3 separate regions of the Hordeum vulgare genome follow, and regions 1 and 2 are each linked to region 3. Evidence: chromatin contacts called from public Hi-C data. All regions are on one chromosome and are shown on one strand. The core of a region is the stretch at or near the end of the contact, and the rest is flanking DNA. Distances in the headings are between cores, read along the strand shown.

Region 1 (4,920 bases), core at 1,968-4,467, 890 kb before region 3:
CTTTGTCAAGGACATTCCAGGTCGCCCGGCACAAAGGCCACAGAGGACATGGAAGAAAAGATTCAGTGGAATTACAGCTTTTCACACCCACTTGTAGTGAGATCCAGGAGCGTCACATTCAATCCACTTATACACAGATTTAGATTAAACTTTCTTTTAGGAGCGTCACATTCAATCCAATTATATATATGTATATATATATACACACATACATACATACATATAGCCTCTGCACCTCATCAGGCTCAGGACAAAGATGAACTCCTCTTGGGCGCTTGACCTGTACGTATGAACTCCTTTCCTTCTGTTTATATATTGCACTGCTATTGCTATTGCAGGTCAGAGCTCCTGCCTAGAACATCCTACCAATCTTGGAGGAGGTTTCTCACACATAAATCATCACTAACCAACTGATCGCCGGTACATGAACCAATGGAGTATGTACACGAAAGACTGCAGTAGTCAACACAAAAGAAACAAGAAAGGAAAAAACTGCAACGAACAAACGACGGGTGCCCTACAAAATTGCTGGCTGCGCAAGCGCAGCCGTACGAGGCATCTAACACCCGTCGGCACAATAACTCAATAAGCCCTACAGCAATCGTCTACTGATCAGACTCCAGCAGTCTCCTCAGGTTGCAAAGGGCCTCAGCAGACAGGCTCTTGCACGATCTTATCCTCCTCGACGACGCCTGCTCCGAAGGCGGCAGGCACCCACCGAGCTCAGAGGCAAAGCAAATAACGATCACCGTGAGGTTGTCAAAGGTCTGGAGCCTCTTCGCCTCCATGGCGAGCTCCCTCGCGCACCTCTCGGGGTCATCGTGCCGCCGGAGCCCCTTTCGGACCAGGGTCACCGCCTGCTGGCTGGTCATGACATCCCATATCCCGTCGCAGCCTATGATGAGGAACTCGTCATCCTCTGTGAGGATGGTCTGCTGGAACTCTGGCTCTGCAATGAGAGGTGACGCTGAGCCTTGAGGCATTTTCATGTCCCAGTCCCCTAGAGCCCGAGTCACCGACAGCACTCCGTTGAGGTAGCCATCCTCAATGTACCCCCCACACTCAGTGACCCTTTGACGCTCTGCTTCGTATGTTGGCCTGTGATCACAGGACATCTCCATGGCCATGCCTTTCCTGCATAGAACTGCTCGGCAATCCCCAGCATTTGCAACCAACAACTGCCTGCGAGATAGGAAGAATAGCAAAAGTTAGCATGCATATGCCAATACAATCATATCCTAGCAGAGTGTATCTGCAGAGGCTTTTGACTGCATGCTCATCTTACCTTCCAAAGATCAAAGCTGTAAGAGCTGTGGTTCCCGACGATCGGCTGATGACTGAATCGTCTGCAAGAGCAAGGTCTGCACTCAAGAACGCTTTGCGGATTGAGTTCGCAACAGATTCAGAAAAATATTCATCTTCTTGCAATCCTTCTGGGAACTCTGAATCCTCAAAGAATAACTTCATGGCATGCCTTTTCATGTAGGCTGCTGCATCTGAACCTCCATGGCCATCAAAAACCTACTGACAATAACACAATTAGTTCATATAGTGCAGGAGAAACATAGTAGGATAAACAAATGATAGAAGGCCGTGCATACCCCATAGAAGGCATTAGGGGATGGGCACAGCAACAGTGAGCCAAGATGGCCAGAAAGATTATCAATTCTGATATGTTCATCTTCCATGTACCGCCTAGGTCCAATATCAGCAAAGCTACCAGATCTAATCTTTGGGACAAACTGTAGCGTCTCCAAAGGCGTCTTAACCTGCATTGAGCAGACAACAATTAATATGCTGTCATAAACAGACATCCTCCACCAAAATACGCGGGAAAGGGTCACTTATACTGTTTGATCAAGACAAATTACGTTGCTAACCATCACATGGCAAATCATTCAAAGTGTTCAGTGGCTAAATCAACCCTATTATAGTTATGGAGATAACTAAACAAACATTTCAATGCCGAATTGATAAAAACAACTACTTATGCATGTGTTATAGAGATAACTAAACGAACATTTCAATGCTGAATTGATAAAACAACTACTTAGGCGTACAAACTTGTCCGTCTAAGTAAAAGCCATAGCAGATTCCAAAAGCAGACAATTAAATGTACTCAAAACAAGTTAGCACATTCCTAATATGCACAGCAGAGAAACAAGACACGACGAATCATATTATTTTGCATAGGCAAACAATTAGTATGACACATTGAATTGTATTATCTTGCGTAGGCAAACAATCAATATGCACCGGCAAACCATACTAGCACATAATTTCCGATAACATTACCGCAGGCTAAATAGGTCAACCCAATAATGATTCCACCGTCCATTTATAACCAAAATTTCCAAATCACTATCAACAGTTAATACATCTGTGTTAGAAAACAGCAACAAGAAAGGTTTTTTTACCCTTTTGCGTTCTTACAAAGTACTCTAGACTAGAACCAATTCTACAGGGAAGGTCATTTAAACACCTTTTCGCATCGTAAATTCGCTGCGCAATCAGATAAGAGAGGCGTTCCTGATTGACAATCTAAAGAATCCTACAACGCCACAAAGAACACGCGAGCGATCCCGGCCGAGAAGCATCTAGATTTATACCCAACTCGCCAGGCCACAAGAACTTCTGGTCTCCTACTTAAAAGATAAGAACGAACGGGGGAGAGAAAAAAAAAGCAGGCCAGGACCATCGCCAGCCGGGATCAAGAACTCACCAGATCGGGAACCTGGAGGTCGACCTGCGATGGCGAATCGACCGGCGGCGGCGTCGACACCCCGACCCCGACGACGACCTCGTCGACCCCTTTGACGGGGAACCGGCGGAACGACGCCTCCAGCATCGGGACGACCTGATGCATGACCTCCGGCCCGGCAACCATACCTCCGCCTCACTAGTCAGATCAGATCCCTCCGCAAACGACCTCCCGGATCCCTCGCGCGCCCTTCACTCGCCACAGAACTCCCCCGATCCGCACTCGCACCACAGAACAAAAACAAGGATCCAACGGCGATCTCCCGATTTTTTTTTCCTCTTCCCCGCGGGGTCTGGTGGGCGGGTGGGTGGCCTTTCCGCGATCCGAGAGACGCGATCTTGAACCTTTCCTGGACACACACGCGCTCGCGCGCAGACTTTCCTGACCCGAAACGAGGGAGAGGGCAGAGGAGAGACGAAACGGCGGAAATTAGGCGGACACGTTGCTATTTACGCGCGCGTGGTGAGAAGGGGAAGAGAATAAATCAACGGACGGCGGCGGCACGATGGTGGGAGCCGGTGCCCTAGGTTTGGTGCGATGGTGGGCGCACCCGCACCAGGCCGGCCTCGTTTCGGTTCACGCCTTTCGCCCGTCAGCAAAGCAAATGATGGGTCAAAATCACTGTTCTGACCTTTTTGTTAAACACGAGCACAAAAAAAATTCAGTTTAAAAAAATTTCATGATTTAACTTTTTTCGAAACGTCATAAGCTGTGGTGTGGCTGCCCCATTAAGAAAAACTAGTCTAATATGGTGTTTTCGATCATCATTGAAACATCAGTCTACTGTGGCGTTGCAGACCATATAACAACGTTAGGGTATATGGCGTGAGTAAAATTGTTACTTCATTTCCATGGAGGTTGACGCTGTAGAACCTGTCCTGCAGGGCGGCTGGGGCAGACGATCCATGCAGAGCCATAGCAGCACTATCAGGTGGTCCATGCCTACTCCAACCATACACCTACATAATATATACAATCACGTATGTACGACTAGCTGTCTAGCTAGCTATTGCAGCTTCTGTTTTTTTTTTTGAGCTTGACATCTTACTTACTCCTTAATTAAGCATCGTGTAGGTGTATCCTAGGATGAGATGCCAAGGTACAATTATGGTAGCAGGGGTGAGTGAGGAGATGCCTCTGCTCTGAGCATGACGATATTACAGTGCACATCCTGCTTAAGTAACCTCTACTAGCATAGTAGTAGTATATATATACTGCAGCATGTATTGTATAGTCGTATAGCAATCTACGAGATACTCCAAAGGCATGGCACGTGGATTTAATGCGACTAGCTGTCTAGCTACCTATTGCAGCTTTTTTTTTGAGTTTGACATCTTCCTTACACCTTAATTAAGCATCGTGTAGGTGCAGAAGATAGCAGGAGTAGGCATGGACCACCTGATAGTGTTGCTATTCTTGGTGGCTCTGCATGGACCGTCTGCCCACGCCGCCCTGTAGGACGGGTTCTACAGCGCCAACCCCCATGGAGATGGAGTAACAATCTCTACTCTACCAACCAACGCTAAAGCCCAAGTCCACAAATGTATCACGCAAACAGCTTGAAAGTTTCGAAAGTGAAACATGATATGGGAAGTAATCTTGTGAGAATCACAAACTAAGTCTTCTTTTGCTTCGTGTGCTCATTGTAGGGTTAGTAGGGTTGATTTTTTTGCTCCGCGTGCTCTTTGCAGGGTTGTCAAGTGACATCATAGGAAGGTGCGGAGTAATTTCAGCAAACCTCTTTATTTTTTCTTTTGGCATGTACCTTCATAGCATGATGTGTTTTGTTGTTGGAGACATCATGTTCACCACAAATGGGTTGACTTCTTGATCTAGACATACACATACATCAAATACAATAGCCCGGGTTAACAATAGGACAATGCCTAACATAACAATAGCCCATCTTAACAATAGAACAATGCCTAACAGGACATACACACACCTTTTTGCTCCTCCGGATCCAGATTTACCACCTTTTCCTTTTTCCTTAGTTGTTTTCTCCAAGATTTGGCTATTGTGAGAAGAATACAATTAGAAAACAAAGTCAAGCTGAGTGTAAAATTGCTAACCTTGATCGAGCCAATAATGCTGCAAAATGTGCCACCTACACAGGGCCCACAACTTTTAGGGGCCCCAAGTTTTGTATATAGAACTAG
Region 2 (4,599 bases), core at 661-3,160, 540 kb after region 3:
TGTGTGATCAGGTGGTCCTAAGGAGTAACAAAATTTGGTACATGCATAATAAAGCTGGGTACTTCCATGCCATGATATAGGATCATGATTATTAATAGCCGTCAAGGTGCAAGTGCAGATGACCAAACCCTAATTGAGCTTCAGCAAATGTGGGCCTGTTTCTGTGATGGGATCAAGGAGTTTAGATCACAGATGAAGACAGTTAGAGGGCTGAGATTCAGGAAGACCTGGAGACCATCTTCTTTTCTGGGAATGGTGTGAAGGCCAAGCATCCTTTTGCATGTACCCCGGATAGCAAGTCCAATTCTAGGACACTGCACACAAGGGACAAGAGTTCTCAAAGGGAAGTATCAGAAGAAGAAAAAACTTTGTTTTTTAATGAAAACTAAAAATAAACACAAAGCCATTATTAAGGTAAAGGGAAACACCGAGAAATGGATAGAACCTCTCTGTATTTTCTTTGTGGTGTACATCAACTTTAGGATGAAATGAAGCTTGATCTTTTCATATGGAAAAAATCAGGTAACAGTTAATAGAGTTCAATAACATCTACCACAGAAGGTACTCCCTCTCTATAAAAAATATAAGACATTTTTTGCAGTTTTATTTGAACTGCAAAAACATTTTATATTTGTACACAGGTAGTATAATTTTAAGACTTATGTGCAGTTTCATGAAAATGTTATTTAAACCCATAATTTTCTCATAAACACAAGCATAGAGATTAAGTTTAATGCTCGGACGCAAGCAATTCGATGGCCGCATACACTCATTCCTATGAACGCAACCCTGATGGATTGATTCTATCATAAAAAAACCTAACCATCTGAGCTACGCGCAAACAAATTATCAAGTTGTTATCAACATTAATTCAGAAGATTCTGAGACTTCAATGTTGGCACAATAAATATCAAAGAAGATTTCAACCTTTTGTGTAAAATCATTTTAAAGTCAATGTAAAAAAAGGTAATTTATTTTTTACTTCCCTGTGATCGTCCCCGGAAGTAGCTTGATTGTTTATGTGAGTCATACTCCCTCCGTCCCAAAATTCTTGTCTTATATTTGTCTAGATATGAATGTATCTAGTCACAGTTTAATATATAGATACATCCATGTCTAGACAAACCTAAGACAAGAATTTTAGGACGGAGTGAGTATAAGTTAAGATATACTCCCTCCGTTCCTAAATATAAGTCTTAAGCGATTTCACTATGTGTCTATATACGGAGCAAAATGATTGAATGTGTACTCTAAAATATGTCTATATACATCCGTATGTAGTCCACTAGTAAAATCTCTACAAAGACTTATATTTAGGAACGGAGGAAGTATGTACTTATTTATTAGAATAGAAGAAAATATACGCCATCAAGAACCCGCTGCTGGATCAACTTTGTTGACACGTGGACCCAACAAATGATCATGTGCCAGTTTGACATGGAGCTAAAATTGAAGAACCAATGGACGGAATGCCAAATCCTAAATAACTTGAAATGGCCCCTTTTATTTTATTAGTAACTACTTCCTCCGTTCCTAAATATAAGACCTTTTAGAGATTCCACTATGTGCTACATACGGATGTATATAGACACATTTTAGAGTATAGATTCACTCATTTTGCTCCGTATGTAGTCTATAGTGAAATGTCTAAAAGGTCTTATATTTAGGAACGGAGGGAGTATTTCAGTATGGCGAAATCATCTCCATCAGAATTTAATAGAGAAATTAATCCATTCATCATGGCAATTCAATCCCCGACCCTCTGTCGTGAGCTGTGAGCTGAGCTGTAAAAGTTAAAATGCCAGTGCAATTCGAGCAAATAGGCGAATAAATTTTCATTTTAAAACCAAATCGCCATGTAGGATAGAGTAATTTAATATACCTCCTGTCTCGTCTCTCGTGTGGTTTGGCTCCTTGGGATGTTCTTCTTGCCTCTTTCGGACCAACCCAAACCCCCCCATCCCAAATCCCAAATGCCTCCTGTCCAGTGGTGCTCTGCTCTCTCTCCTCCCTCCCCGCTACCTCGCGCCTGACCAGCCACCTCGCCTCCGCATTGCCGCTCCGCCGGGGGCGCCGGCAGCCGCTGGCGCCTTATCCCTCCCTCCCCCCTTTCTCGGTGAGAAAAAGCTCCCGCCCTCGGCGATCCTTGGCCGTCTCTTCCGGAGATCTTTTGCCCCGCCGCTTCTGGGTTTTCTTTGGAGGAGGGGAGGTCGGGTCGTGCGGCGAATCCCAGGTAATCCTGGTGTATTCGTGGGGTGGAAATTTTATGTGCCAATATTTGGTTGGGCCTTGGTCTTGTGCGCGTGTGACCTGGGATTTGATTCGGTGGGTGGGCGTTTGCTCCCTGGACGCTTCAGGATATTCATGGAGGGATTTCGCCTTTCTTTAAGATTGCGGCGGAGGAATTGGGGATCCCGCATCGCTTTACTCGTCGTTTGTCTCGAATAAATATTTGCATCAGCTTTGTGTACATGTTCTTGTGCTAATTTGGTTGCTCATCATTCATGTTTGAATGCGCAGGTTGGTGACCCTGTTCAGCTCTGGAGATGAGGAGGTGCCTGTGCTTTTGCCTTTTGCTGAGGAACTAGTGCCAGGTTGCAGGACTTCCAATGGATAAGCAAAAGAACCACAAGAATGCGGAAATGGGGAACGATGTGTTCCGCAGAATGATCCTTAATCAGGTTGGCAGGGACATCGGTTTGGAGGAGGAGAACGTGCCTTGCAATACTCCGAGGAACTCTGTTCATTCGCGGTTTGGCGGTTCATCTGCCAGATTTGCTGCTTCCACCAATGGAAGCACCGGTGCTGAGTCGGTCAGCCCAGGCGAGTATGTCAGAGATCCTGGATCCATATTGAGCTTGCAGCCTTGGATTTTTAAGAGAAGCAGCACAAAGGACAACGAGGAAATGGCGGTTCCAAGTGGTCGCAGGGCAGTTGGTAGAGGCAAGAATCTGGTGGATGGCTTTCGAGATGGTTCGACTACTGAGGTTTCCACAAGAAGCCCTGGTCTTGGTTCTGGGCCTGGAGGAGGTCGAGGTGCTCTTAGGAGCAGACGACCCCAGAGGCATTTTTTTAAGCCACTTGTCGCAACAGAGAACTCGTACATCCCACAACTTTACAACGAGAACTTCGAGTTTGAAGAATGCACATTTGCTCCAGTTCCATCCCCAGCTTCTGCTAGGCCATTCATTGTAACAGATGGGAGAAGAATCATTAGTAAATCGCGCTATGAACCAGTGCCGGTACCCTTTAATATTGGGTTCGACAAGGAGGGTTGTCGAAATGGCTCAGAAGTGCCAGAAAGTGTGGTTGGAATTGCTCCTCTACCTGAGCTGAATAAATCCAAAAGGGACAGCAGGGTAGCGCAAGGTACAAGGTTTAGTTTGCCTGGCTCCCAAAGCGAAAGATATAGTAAACCATCAAAATCAGCAGGTAATTTCGGCATCGCACTACAATTCCTGCAATATAATCTTAGCAGTTTGTACATGTTTTTTTTCCTATCACTTGATGCAATCCGCTGAAACAAAGCAAGTCATGAATAGTGTATTAGCAGACATGCCTCCTAAATTCATCATTTGCAATTTTCAAGTGAAACTTTTTTTAAATGGTGTGTGATTACGTTTCCCAGTTAATACTAGTAGAAAGCTCAGTGTCATGTGTGGAACCTCTGTTCCTTGCCCCGATGACACCAGTTGGACTATCACATGCTTTATTATGTCATATGCTCCTTAAGTCAGTCTTAGTCTTCTTGAAAATAATCTGTCATTCCTAAAATATTGATTGACTAACCTAATTTCCAAGAATTTGCTCAATCTGCGCTCACTACTTTATGATTGCTTGGGTCACTAGAGCTGTTAAACGATGAAGAATTTGTAAGATCTATCCGTAATATTTCAACGGGGCCGACTGATTTATCATTTCAGGACAAAATGCGCTTGAACAACATTCATGTTTCCTTGTTGCTTCTTTTTCTGATCTCTTGCTAATGGTTGTAAAAAAATGTTGTAACTCTTATTAAGTAGGCTATTTTGGATGCTGATGTTTTGCTACAAATGTTATGCTTCATACCGAGTTGTTGTTTTGGGGTTTCCCCCCACTTGAAGCATTCAAATCCTAAATACGCACATTTGATCTGCAGGTTTACTGGAACGAATGCTCATGTTCTCCAGTGGGGTTGGCATTGGTATTATATCTTCCTCTCTATCAAGCAAAAAAGATCTTGATTCGTTGAAGGGCACACTGAAGCGAATGGAGAACTTGGTTCAGGATTTGCAAGATGAGCTGGAGATGAAAGAGGGGTTAACCGTGGAGGAATTGCCTAATGAAACGTCTGGTGAACAAGATGGTAAATCAACAACTGTCGAAACAGAACATCTTTTACTTGCTCGTACTAAAAAGTTTGTGATCCTTTTTATTTTCCACTCTTGGTAACAGATAGCAATATCAAAGCTCACACCCCTGATTCAATGTCAATGAGCAAAATTGAAGCAGAACTTGAAGCCGAGCTTGCAAGGCTGGAGTTAAATATCACTTCAAACCACTTGGAAGAAGAACCGTTTGACTTGAGTGAGGTAACAATCTTGTATCAAAATGTTATGA
Region 3 (4,703 bases), core at 1,067-3,566:
CATCGAGGCCGCCAATGCCGCAACCAAAGCAAAGGAGGTGGCGCTGGCGATCATGAGCGTGGACTTGAGCAAGATGATCGAGAAGACAAGGAGCTGGTTCGAGGCCCGATAGAAAGAGATGTTCGACACCGATGGCATGAACTAGGGCGTCATTCTTTTTTGGAGGCTGGCATGGTGAGTCGGCCGCCGGCTGTGTTACCGACGAAAAACCTATTCCTTTTTGAAGGCCGACTGTGTTGCCGACGAGGACGTGTAGGCTGGTTGTGTTGTCGATGTGATCTAGGGCCGCTTTGCATGAACTATGAGCCGTAGCTATTTGAATGGTTGTGTTTGAAAATGAGGCGGACAGGAGCGTTCCCACATTGGACGCACGACCACTGCATCCCAAAAATGATCCGGATACGACCCATCACCCGCCTCAAATGGACAGAATCCGGCCAAAACGGACATCCGGATGGGGTCGCGCGATGGAGTTGGCATTAGAGATTTGGAAGGGAGATGGGCGGGAGGTGATTGCAAATGCAAATGGAAAGATGTCAGCACGCGGGCTGGCTCCCACTTGTTTTCTCTGTCTCGGTCTTGGTACAGTCCACAGAGTGTGTCGCGTTCACACACACTGGTACAATGCTACTGAACCCCGAACCCTTGGGTCTTGCGTTTGGCAAATCCAACTGAGGCAAAATTGACAAAAATGACCCCTTGGGCGAAAGAACTCACGAAGTGAACCCTAACGCAAAATATTTCACTCGTCTGACCCTTTTGTGTGGCGCCCGACACCTAGGCGCCACGCTACACTGTGTGATGCCTAAGCCGTCGGCGCCACACGCCCCGATCACCTGGTAGAGAGGGCCCATCCCCCAGGCAGTGTGACGCCTAAGCCTCAGGCGTCGCACATTGTAATGTGTGGCACCGAACGCTTAGGCGCCACACATTGACTTATACAGTCACGGGCCAGCCCCCCTCCCCACCCCCTCCTCATTCCCCTCCCCCATCCCCCTCTCCCAGCCACGGGCCCTTCTTCAAATCCTTCTCCAAATCACCAAATCTGAAGGTTTGGACCGGACATTTGTTGTCCAATCTCTCCCCTAAGGTAATCCCCACCTATCCCCTCATTCTCATCCAAATAAAAATCTCTTGTGGTCATTTTGTTGCAAATTTGAGGAACCCGTAGTTTTTCATGAAATGTGGGATGTATATGATATTGTTGTATTTGTTTGTATGTTAGGATAAGGGGTATGATGGGGTTAGGATTAGAGTTGTTTGGATGTTTGCATTATGGTTGTTTTAGGGTTAGGCTAGGGTTAGGTTAGAGTTAGGATTATGGATGTTTGGTTGTGTTAGGGTTATGATAGGGTTAGGGCTAGTGTTATGAATGTTTGGAAGTTAGGAATAGGGTTTATTTTTAGTAAGTAGATATTGTAGTTGTATGATTGCTTATAAAAAATATTGTATGTTTTGTTGTTTAGGGATAGGAAGAACATGTGTCTGTGTTCATCACGTGGACAAGGATACCTTTTTAAAAGGCAATATTGATCCGGACCCGGATGAGCTTGACATGGTGTTCGATTTGTGTCCTAGCTATGCTCAATTGTTGGAACAAGTCCGAAAAAATTTGAATTGGATGGACCCTAGTGATGTATGGGAGGGGAATGAGGAAGGGGCTGTCCCATGGCTGTATAAATCAATGTGTGGCGCCTAAGCGTTCGGCGTCACACATTACAATGTGCGACACATGAGGCTTAGACGTCACAGTGCCTGAGGGATGGGCCCTCTCTCCGAGGTGGCTGGGCATGTGGCGCAAACGGCTTAGACGTCACACAGTATAGTGTGGCGGCTAGGTGTCAAACGTCACACAAAAGGGTCAGACGAATGAAATATTTCATGTTAGGATTCACTTCGAGTTCTTACGCCCGAGGTTTATTTTTATTAATTTTGCCGCCACCTGAAGCTGTGGAGAAGTAGTACACGCCACGGCAGGACGTTGGGGCTTCGTACATGGCGGCACGACGAGGCGTGGCCGACCTGACCAAGCACCAGTGTGCCGACTACGTTCCCGAGCCCTGTTTTGGAGTATCTGACCCGGTCTTGCGAGCACCGGACTGATACGAAAACTGTAATTAATCCGGAGAAATGCCGCGACCTGCCAGGCGATCAATGATTTTTATAACTTTCCCTCTGTATCCTGGTCGCAGTATGGAAAATTTTAAATTCCGAATCGATTCCTGACGGTACGCTCGTCTTGATCGCATCGAGCCATGAGTACAATTAGTAGTACTATTCTACACGGTCTTTGGCTCGCGTGCTCGGCGCATCTGGCCCTCTGTAAGCTCGCGAGCCAACCACCGGGTCTCCTGTCCATTCATTCATTCATCTTTTGGCTGCCAAGCTACTTTTCCTCTCCTCCTCTCAAAGTAGTATACTCCCCATCTTCTCACCCTCCTCGTGAGCTCCGGCGATCTCCAGCCCATATTCACGGCCGTGGTGGCCGTGAATGATGGCATATGCATGCCCATGTGTCGTGGAGGGTGAGAAAAGGGCTGTTCTCGGCACCTCCTTTCATGCGGCCAACTCCAGCGAGCCGTCGTTCATGGACGGCGAGGTGGCCGTTAGGGAGTTCGAGGCGCATGCCCTTGTGGGACTACGGCGGTCCAGGACGTCCCTGGACGAGGGCGTAACAACTCGACACACAACAACATAGATCGGTGGATACAAGCGTTCATGGGATGGGCGCGTTCCAGGCTATGAATCCTCAAGCAGGTACTCACAGTTCATGGTTTAGAGTAAGATCCTTTACAAGTTTTTTTTTTTTGGGTTCGCGTTCTGCTCTATGTCGATCTGATTCACCTTTGCTCTCCAGACGCAGATCTGAGCCGTACTAAGTCAAACCTCGACTGGAAGTCAGATCGCCAACGCACACGCTGCTTCAGGTAGCTTGAGAAGAAGACGTGCAACTTCAGTGCATAGAGGAGCTGCACGGCTGTTCCTGTTCTCATTTCAGGTTTGATTTTCGATTCCTTGAGTTTCTTCGGATCGTCGTTTCGATTCTTCGTTATTTTGGTTGATTGATGGTGATGATTATGATTCGGGATTAAAGTTAATTCGACCTTCTTTTTTTGCAGATGACCGTGGGCGTTTCCGTAGATTAACACAATCCTACGGGCGCACGAGTTCTCCAAAGCCGAAACAAAGCAAAAAAGAAAAGAAAAAAGGAACCCCAGAATGCCAGTCTACAAAAGGGCTCCTTCACGGAGTCACTGGGTGGAATTACGTACTGGGCCTCATGAATGTACATGGGCTCGTTTCCTCCAAATGGCCCAACCTCGCATCATCGTGCACGGGACAAATAGGAGGATCCAGTGTTGACAGACTCGAGGTCGAGGGGAACTCGAGGCTGAGACGACGACGGCAGGACGAGAGTCGACTCCACCTCTACGCGCCGCCGCCTCCTCCACGTGCTGGCCCCCCTCCAGGCGCCGCCGCCTCCAGGAGTAAGGTAGTTCCTCGCCGCCCCTGCTCTCCTCTCCCGTCCACTGCCGGGCTCGCCCCTCCCCTTGCTGGGCTCGTCTACGTGGTCCCTTGAAAACCTAGTTATGCCATGGCACGCATCTGTGGGTTGCTGGGTTCTTCCCCTACCTCCTCCTGCCGCATCTTGTCTCGAATCGTATAGTTCATGGTTCACCTTGCAAAATGAGAATGGAGCACCCCCTCCTCCCTGGAATCTGGAGGAAGCATGATGCGGTTGTTAGATCTGATTGTGTTAGTTTGTTTGATCCGACCTGTTTTGCACTGATCTGTGCTAGTTCAGCTAGTTGTGCAGTTCTGGGCCACTTCAGCTCAACAGACAAAGTATTTTGCAACTGGTTCAATAATACCTCCTTACTGCTTGTTATAATTATTTTTTATTCAAATGTGTGTGCTATTAGATTAGAAATATTGATGCATTTATGCTATGATCACGCCTCTTGGTTATTGGTTAATCATTCATTGTAACCTGGCTGTCGATTTGATATCTGGCATAAGGTTGACCTTGCAGCAGGGTGATGAATGTTCTCTTCGTAATGAAGCCAACATTTCACCTAATGAAGCATATCGTTTTCACCTTTCATCATTTATAATAAAATGTGCCACTCCACATAGTTTTGTTCGAGTGGATCGATTTGAAACCTCCCATAAGGTTGACCTGATGGCAGGGGGATTAATGCTGTCTTTGAAAATGGAGCCTGCTTTTCACATAGTCCTATCGTTTAATAATACGTCTTTGATTGTCACTGTTACCATGCGGTCTCCTTCAATGCAGATGACAGGTTGCAGCTTAAGTCAAGTAGAGAAGGAGATGGAAGGCATCAACTCACAGCCAAAAGGTAATCAGATTGGGTTACTCTTCTGAAAATTAAATGGCTCTTCAATCCAAGTCTGAGCAAGTTGTATTAACTTGATATATGCCATAAGGTTGACCTTGCAGCAGGATGATGAATGTTCTCTTTGTAACGAAGCCTATTGTTTCCTCCTTCAATGTGTAATAACATTTGTTTGATTTTCATTGTTGCAGTGTTGTCTCCTTCAATGGAGATGGCTGTCTATAACTCGAGTAAACTACAAATGGAGGTGAAGGGCGAAAAGCCCAAAGGTAATCAGATCATTTCTTTTCTAGATGTGTTAGGTTAGTCAGTCCAAGTCTGAGCAAGCCGTGTTCTTATGTAGAA

Evidence for each region. A called contact is a pair of places that touch in the nucleus more often than the background predicts.
Region 1: a contact with region 3 is called in a Hi-C map of seedling, with 5 times the contacts expected there. The contact joins the promoter of LOC123396510 here to the promoter of LOC123451947 in region 3. A contact is called at or near these places in 4 of 6 Hi-C or Micro-C datasets (leaf, seedling and an unstated tissue) and 1 of 1 datasets of contacts at active chromatin or transcription factors (embryo).
Region 2: a Hi-C map of leaf shows a contact between it and region 3, with 2.7 times the contacts expected there. The contact joins the promoter of LOC123395740 here to the promoter of LOC123451947 in region 3. A contact is called at or near these places in 2 of 6 Hi-C or Micro-C datasets (leaf and seedling) and 1 of 1 datasets of contacts at active chromatin or transcription factors (embryo).

Annotation. Positions count from the first base shown.
Region 1 is chr5H:82,653,194-82,658,113 of MorexV3_pseudomolecules_assembly, forward strand. It overlaps LOC123396510 (probable protein phosphatase 2C 2), which reads right to left and starts at 3,218. Exons shown (of 4, transcript XM_045091426.1): 1 at 2,723-3,218; 2 at 1,602-1,769; 3 at 1,286-1,521; 4 at 382-1,182. The coding sequence starts at 2,887. The coding sequence ends at 606.
Region 2 is chr5H:84,087,888-84,092,486 of MorexV3_pseudomolecules_assembly, forward strand. LOC123395740 reads left to right here and starts at 1,911. Exons shown (of 5, transcript XM_045090769.1): 1 at 1,911-2,233; 2 at 2,521-3,432; 3 at 4,139-4,345; 4 at 4,435-4,571. The coding sequence starts at 2,610.
Region 3 is chr5H:83,545,145-83,549,847 of MorexV3_pseudomolecules_assembly, forward strand. LOC123451947 (coatomer subunit delta-1-like) reads left to right here and starts at 2,317. Exons shown (of 9, transcript XM_045128516.1): 1 at 2,317-2,757; 2 at 2,858-2,998; 3 at 3,120-3,493; 4 at 4,298-4,361; 5 at 4,550-4,627; 6 at 4,702-4,703. The coding sequence starts at 3,281.